Regions from separate parts of the Oncorhynchus kisutch genome. Here region 2 is linked to region 1. Evidence: chromatin contacts called from public Hi-C data. All regions are on one chromosome and are shown on one strand. Each heading gives the region's core, a stretch centred on a gene start, on an enhancer-like site or on the middle of the called end of the contact. The rest is flanking DNA. Distances are from core to core; before and after follow the strand shown. Region 1 holds the start of LOC109865846 (microtubule-associated proteins 1A/1B light chain 3C). Region 2 holds the start of LOC109865655 (mitochondrial import receptor subunit TOM20 homolog).

Region 1 (3,717 bases), core at 466-2,965:
CCGTATGTTGTTTTTAAGGTATCTGTGACCGACATATGCATATCTGTATTACCAGTCATGTGAAATCCAAAGATTAGTGGCTAATAAATGTATTTCAATTGACTGATTTCCTTTTATTAACCGTAAATCAGTAAATTATTTGAAATTGTTGCGTTTATATTTAATTTTACACTGCGAGCTACAACTCAAACAAGGCCTGCACATCACATTATGCTAATAGCCTTACCTGATATATTTACGACATGGCATTTAAGAGAAGTCATAAGGCACAATAAAGACTCATGCCTATTGAGTGCATGAATCAACTTCACTGTTCATCAGAATCATTTTATATTATTCAACCGACTTAGCACAGGGTTTCCCAGGACCGAGGTTGGCTATAGTGCCTAACGTCATCCGACCAAGACTACTCTAGTAGCAACGTAGCTCGAGCAGTTCTCGCCACAAAGACCGTAGCGCGCGAGTAAGCTTCCTGACACAAATTTCAATCTTCCTAGGGCGGACTCAACACCGTAAACCCCCAACCAAAAATAAGCAGGGCATTTTGACGTGGTTTACCTGCAATTCGGCTCGCTCCACCTCCCATTGCGCTCTATCCACCTCGAAGCGGGCCCATTCGTGTTGCAGAAAGTGCAATATCCCCGGAATGTTGTAATGAGCCCTGGCCGCCTCTCCGCCACCGACGTCGCCCGGCAGCTGCGGTCCTTTGCCAGCGCCTGGCAAACCCGAGTTGTTGTTGTTGTTAAAGAACACGCCGGGCCCTGCCTGTTCGTCCATGCCCAGGCCAGGTGTGTGGGTTCAGTTCGCACAAGCTGGCACGACTGTGCTCAGACGGATGGGTTTTCCTTTAACCGCCCCTGTGATATGAAATGGAAAGGAAATAGCTACCTACAGCTCTCTCTACTGGGCAGGCACATTCATGTCGGAGCAGCCAGCTGTCAATTGATGACGTTCACACTCAGCTCCCACCCACATCCAGTGTTTTCTTTACCCATTGGTCGATTTACACGATTCACACTGGAATAAGCCAATCGGATATAAATGCGCTGTTGACAACTGTTGTACCCTACGTATGATGGAATTTGAAGTTCAAAGAAGATATAGCTGCATTTTCAACCTAAAATTCGCTTGTTCTCTCTTTTTTTACTGTCATTTTCTTTAATTGGCCTACGGAGTAGATTTTTTTGTAACTTAAATTGAAAATGTCATAATGTATGCTACAGAAGTGTATCTGTGGTAGCCATATTTCATATATTATAGCACATTCCATTAATGTATCTATGCATTCCATTGAGCCATTAATCCAGTTGTTTACATTGCACACACACCCAAGCCTATCATCCACGACCCCGACTGAATTTCATGTCCTTTGAAATCCACGAAAATACATTAAACAAAATGTTGCCCTCACATGATGTAGGGCCTACTTTAGTGTGAGAATATTATAAGGCCTCTATGTATGATTTGTGTGTAAGATATTTTAATGACTAAATTACCTCTATATAATGTTTGGTAATTCAAACAGTCTTCTTTTCAAACATCAATTACATTAAACATTTAAGATTTTCAAGATTTAGATCTTAACCATTTGGATTGGTTTTACACACAGCCGAGTCATTATGCACGGTCAATTCATTAGCCATATGAAGCGTGCTGACCCAACCCCATGGTAATGAGGTGATACGTCACTGCGACCACACTATTTAATTTCTGTTGGCTGATCCACATGGTTACATTTTTTATAGCCTAGATCAGACAGCAGCAATTGAAGAGAGGAGCCACTTGCCCACATGATGCCTCCATTTGAGAAACCACAGCAGCCCAAGTCCTTCAAGCAGAGAAAAAGCTTTGGTGATTATTGAATGTGTTGCTTCGCATGTGGTAGACTATGCGTTGCTTTATAATCTCATCCACGTTTTCCATCCCAAACAGCCACGAGAAAACAGGAGGTCGCGGGGATCCGAACAAAGTTTCCAACAAAAATTCCGGTAAGTTCGCTTATTTCTTATTTCTAAAACCGTATTCTACGTTCCATTGAATTTGCACCTTCTGAAAGTGACCTTTCCACCCACACACAGGTTATCATTGAAAGGTATCAACGGGAGAAGTACTTGCCGCCTCTTGATAAAACGAAATTCCTGGTCCCCCAAGAACTTTCCATGACTCAGTTTGTCACCATTATAAGGTGTGTCTCCTTTGAGAAACGTTTAGCTGAAATATTGCTTATTTAACTTGGCAAGCGTGGCTTAACATGACTGAAATCATGTATTTTAATGTTTGTGAACTCGTGCATAATTTCAAACTTGGTTATCACCTGATATGTATCAGCCTAGAGTGCCGCGCGCGACTGTGACTACTTTTAAATTACTTGACTTTGTGCAAGATAATTTCTACATTTTGAGTACGTCTTGTCAATACTCTGCACGTTCTCGTTTCAGAAATCGTATGTCTCTGATGCAGAGTCAAGCGTTCTACCTGCTTATCAATAATAGTGGCCTGGCCAGCATGTCTCTTACCATGGCGCAAGTCTACAAGGACCACAAGGATGACGATGGCTTTCTCTACATGACCTATGCTTCTCAAGAAATGTTTGGTAATTGTGTTGAAATCCACGAAGAGTCATTGCCAATTGCTGGAAATGTTTGAGAAGACATAAATACAGGATTGGATAATGTGAGGCCTCGGCTTTTGGCAGGCCCAATAACTGAACTTCGTGTATAGATATAAAATGCAATATATGGATATTTAATATTACTCAATGTTTTTGTATATTGTTTTTAAGGTAATAAATGTTTCAAACTTTTGAGGACCATGCTCTGTATTACGTCACTTTGGCTAGATTGCTTAAAGCGGCAATATGTACCTTTGGGCTAAAAAAACAAATTTGCATAGAAATGGGAGGTGTCGGTCTGTCATTCTCGTTAAACATGTTTAAGAAGTCGTAGATCTGTTCTGTGCGTCATTTCAGAGGTTGTCTTAACTTTTTGGGTTTGTATGCCAGCATAAAGCAGCTAAGAAATTTGAATTATTGAGGAGTTATTTCCCAGCGGGACACTGATTCAATATTTGAGCCCAATTTCAGTCTGACAACTTAGCACTTTAGCAAACATGGTGCAGCAATTTCAGCTATTGCACTTATTTTTGTCACTTGTGCCCGTTCATTTAATTTCCCCAAAATGTGTGGACTTGGACATTGTCTTCAATAGGAACTCTGAGGCATCAGTTATCAAGGAAGGACCTGTTGCCCAATTCCTCCAAATCAACTCCTATACTCTAGGTTCTTGTACATATCTGATTGGTTAAAATATCAGAATATGGCTGCATGTGTCAATGCATAACTATTCAATCCAATATGGGTCCATTTTTGCCATTTTGGGGATCAGATCTGTTTAAATACTACTTGAACTGTGTGCTTGGCTTAATGAACCAATATAATGGCCCCAAAACCACAACCCTCTATCTGGCATTCCAGGCAGGCTATACAACAAAGTATTTGAACCGAGGGCTGATTGGTACTCCTGACTAGGAACAATCCTCCTGAAGGTGGCAGTATTGTTCAACCATAAAATCTGACTGCACAGAATGGTTTGACTCTGAATATTTTGGATCTTGTAAGGCTGAAGTACTTGAAGGCTCTTTTAGTTTAGAGGCTGCAAAATGTATAGAAGCAAGAACTATTCCAACTCATAACTTTTGGCAGTGTAAATTAGCCTATTT
Region 2 (3,717 bases), core at 406-2,905, 180 kb after region 1:
ATAATTCTACTATCTGATTGATAGATAGTTTTGCAATAACCATTATTTGTACAACATCCCTAAACATGTGTGTGTGTGATGTGTGTGTCATGGTCTTTCTGTCCAAACCTCCAACCCACATCGACATAAGGACATGAGATCTGTCTTAGTCCCAGCAAATGACAAGAGTACTTGTTTCCTAGGGAATTGCTACAGACATGTATAATGTGGCCTGGGGTGATGGCATGGATTAGGAGACCTCCGAACACACAAGCACTGGGATCACATACAGTAGGGCTTCCAAAGCAGTTTCCAGGAACGATTGAGTAATGGTAATAATAACCCACCGCCGCGAGACAATGAGCCTCTGGCTAAGCCGCGACACGTCAAGCCCGGGCACTGGCGGAGCTAGATGTCCCTGAGGGGTGAATTCTTCGCCAAACCCTCAGCCAGCTGCATGCCAGGTGCGAGCTGCTAAGCCACTGGCGAGAGAGACGACAGGGCAGACGGGTAATCCTCCTACCATGTAAATTGTCCACAGACAAGTGTACACATTCACGCACATACACACACATACCAGTGGAGGCTGCTGAGGGAAGGACGGCTCACTCCATTCTGGCCATTATTATGAATCATCCTCCCCTCAGCAGCCTCCACTGATACATGCACACACACACGTAAGTATGAAGAAGTACACATGCAATGCATGCTCACATACACACACACATAGAGACATAAGTACGGGTATGAAGGTGTACACACGCTTGTTCAAACACACACTTGTACAAACACACATGCACGCACACAAGCACACACCCACAGCTTAACTGGAAACCCCCTCAAAAGCACACACCCTCTTCCAAAATCCTGTCAACTGGGGACGTGTGGTCAATGACGCCAATCTCTAAGGTTCAGCTATTCCTTTATTAAACTGTAAAACAACAACCAGCCACAGAAAGGGGTGCAGAACGACTCAGTTGCCATTTAAAGGCAAAGGTGCACGCAATACCAGACACAGTCTGGTGATGATATAATCCATGTAAGGATGTGCATGCCTGATGGTTTGTATTACTGCAGGTCTGAGCATGTGCCCTCAGAAGCCTAATAGTCAAGGTGGTATATTTTTGCAGCTGCCTGGCCTTGCACATGTAATGCAGCTGACCATCTGTTCTGTCGAGCAGCACTTCTAGGGATTAGCTATCATCTGGGAGATGAAAAGTGCAAACTAAGGCCAGACAGGCATAGGAGCAAGGCTCAGAGCAACTGGCATCATTTTTCGTAAATGAATTGAGCATAGCGAAAGCAAATTTGTACATGTTGTCTTACTGGTCTAAATGATTGTGCCACACCATGTAGCCTACTGTTCAATATTTCACTTGGCCATTGTTTGCTGCTGTGTAGTCTACCCCAGATTAGTCAAAATACCTATAGTCGTAGCTGAATTGTTTCTATTTTTCTTACTCTGGAGAAAATACTGTTTAATTGTATCAAATGTAATCATTAGCCTGCTGCTTCTTTTTTTAATGAATCGCTACTGCTCCCTTGTGGCACTTACATTTCAATGCGATCCAATACTACTTACATTGATTTAAAGAAATCCTAACCCCCCCCATCTGGGTTCAACATACAACACTTTATATTCAATCAAATGCATACGCTATCGGAGATATCATGTGATTGGGAATTAAATGTGTATTATTTTCGATCAGGCGTTCAATGCGGACACCCTAGCTGTCAAATTAGTCAGCGGTCCTACTGGTCCTTTTTGCTGCGAACTTGCGACTGTGTGAGGTCATGTACCACCTTTGATATAAGCCAAAATTGAAATATTATCTTTGTTAACATAGAAATATCAACCATTTCGGAAGTGATGATGGGCGGTAAATCGAGCACGATAGCCGCCGGTGTTTGCGGGGCTCTGTTCGTTGGCTACTGCATCTACTTCGACAAGAAAAGACGGAGTGACCCCAACTTCAAGAACAGGCTGCGAGAACGTGAGTGTTGTCCACGTCCTTTGCAACCCGCTCCGGTCTTTGTTTGGGAGACCTGAGGTGCAACTAAATGCCCGAGCCAGGCCGAACTCGTTTAACTATACCCAATTGGCGAAGTATAGAAGCTTGCATGGTTACGTTAATGGTTTGTGCACTAGATCTGATTCATTGTCAGCGCACTGCTAACCCCAAAAGTCCTGCACCTAACTAGCGCATAGCAACTCAACTCTGTTCTCTTATAGAGTTGAGCGTTTCTCTGTTAACTACCTCCTTTATCATGTATTAATGTACTTCCTACTCACTCACAACAAGCGTTCTGTTAAGTTGAATTCAGACATGGAAAGCTGCACCTACCCTGATTCATTCATTGATGGTGTGTTTTGAACTGTTATGTAACCTAAACCAACCATTCTAGGCTACTAGCCATATCAGACATAGAGCTTGCCAAGCAGCCAAAATCCATCTTTCATACTGTAGCCCAGCTACAATTGTAGTCTAGTTAATGTGGGACTGGAATGTGATCTGTATAGGATTTTTATTGTGACATGCATCCATATGTGTATTCTAATTGGCTCCTGTATTAGAGCAACCTGGATATCCCTGGTGTTACTCTATCCAGGCCTACTACTCATGTAAGGCCATGGGTTGTCGGTATGAAGAAGCTGATAATGCGCCTACAGAGCATTAGACTGCAAACTTTAATGATGAGACTGCATAACTCATAAGGGGATCTAAAATAAATACACCTCCACACAGTACATAATGGCAGTTCTGCCTTGTCTTCTACCCAGAATCCCTCACTGTAATACAGGAGCCAATTAGAATACACATATGGATGCATGTCACAATAAAAATCCTATACAGATCACATTCCAGTCACACATTAACTAGACTACAATTGTAGCTGGACTACAGTATGAAAGATGGATTTTGGCTGTCAGCTGGCCACAATGCTTTATACACCTGCTTTACTGCAATTGAATGAGCCATGTTCCTCTGTTAGCCTTTTTTAAATTGACCTTCCACTCTGGTAGTTAATCACTCTATCAGAAAAAAATAACTAGGATTGTTTGGCTAGTTGACACTTGCTATTTAGCAGCTACACTTAAGTATTTCCTGATTCTGACCTGGGTAAACCACTTTATCAAGGGAAGGTGTGTGGATTATTTTGGAGCTTTGTTCAAAGCCGAAGTTGTACTTCAGGGTGTCAATTTAGGATGTTAATGGGACTTCCTTACTGTTCCTAATCATAGTCTTGCATTGTAGGATTGCCTGAGAAACTAAGTTGTCTAAGTACAAACAGGAGCAATCCCCAAAGCTATTTATATTACCAGTGATTGTGTTTACCTCTGCCCCAGGGAGGAGAAATCAGGCGGCTGCAAAACAGGGGACAGGACTGTCAAAGGTGAGTAAAATCCCCTCAAGGTACTATTTCTATTCTTCCTCAATGAACACACGTCTAAAGAAGTCATGTCTAGTACACTTCCGATGATACCATGTGGAAAATAATCTCCAATGACCTCAAGTGGAATAAAAAGGATATCTTCACTGGCATGTATTGGGACACGGCAAGGTGATGGCTGGGTATGACTGATTTGAGACTGGAATTAGTGCATTTATTAAACCTTTTGTCTGTTCAGTGGTACCGAATTTCAGTCAACACAACTGTATAGCTCCCCAATGGAAACATACCTACTCGACTACACTCTTCTCTCCAAAATCTGTTACTTAAGGCCCACATACTTGA

What was found. Hi-C and Micro-C count contacts between places; a contact is called where the count stands out from the background.
Region 2: a contact with region 1 is called in a Hi-C map of liver, with 10 times the contacts expected there. The contact joins the promoter of LOC109865655 here to the promoter of LOC109865846 in region 1. A contact is called at or near these places in 2 of 2 Hi-C or Micro-C datasets (liver and muscle).

What each region holds. Positions count from the first base shown.
Region 1 is chrLG20:39,130,358-39,134,074 of Okis_V2, forward strand. LOC109865846 (microtubule-associated proteins 1A/1B light chain 3C) reads left to right here and starts at 1,716. Exons shown (of 4, transcript XM_020454315.2): 1 at 1,716-1,851; 2 at 1,933-1,988; 3 at 2,079-2,185; 4 at 2,439-2,814. The coding sequence starts at 1,791. The coding sequence ends at 2,646. LOC109865652 (striatin-like) reads right to left here and starts at 944. Exons shown (of 17, transcript XM_020453983.2): 1 at 559-944. The coding sequence starts at 777.
Region 2 is chrLG20:39,310,800-39,314,516 of Okis_V2, forward strand. LOC109865655 (mitochondrial import receptor subunit TOM20 homolog) reads left to right here and starts at 1,656. Exons shown (of 5, transcript XM_020453987.2): 1 at 1,656-1,973; 2 at 3,329-3,375. The coding sequence starts at 1,850.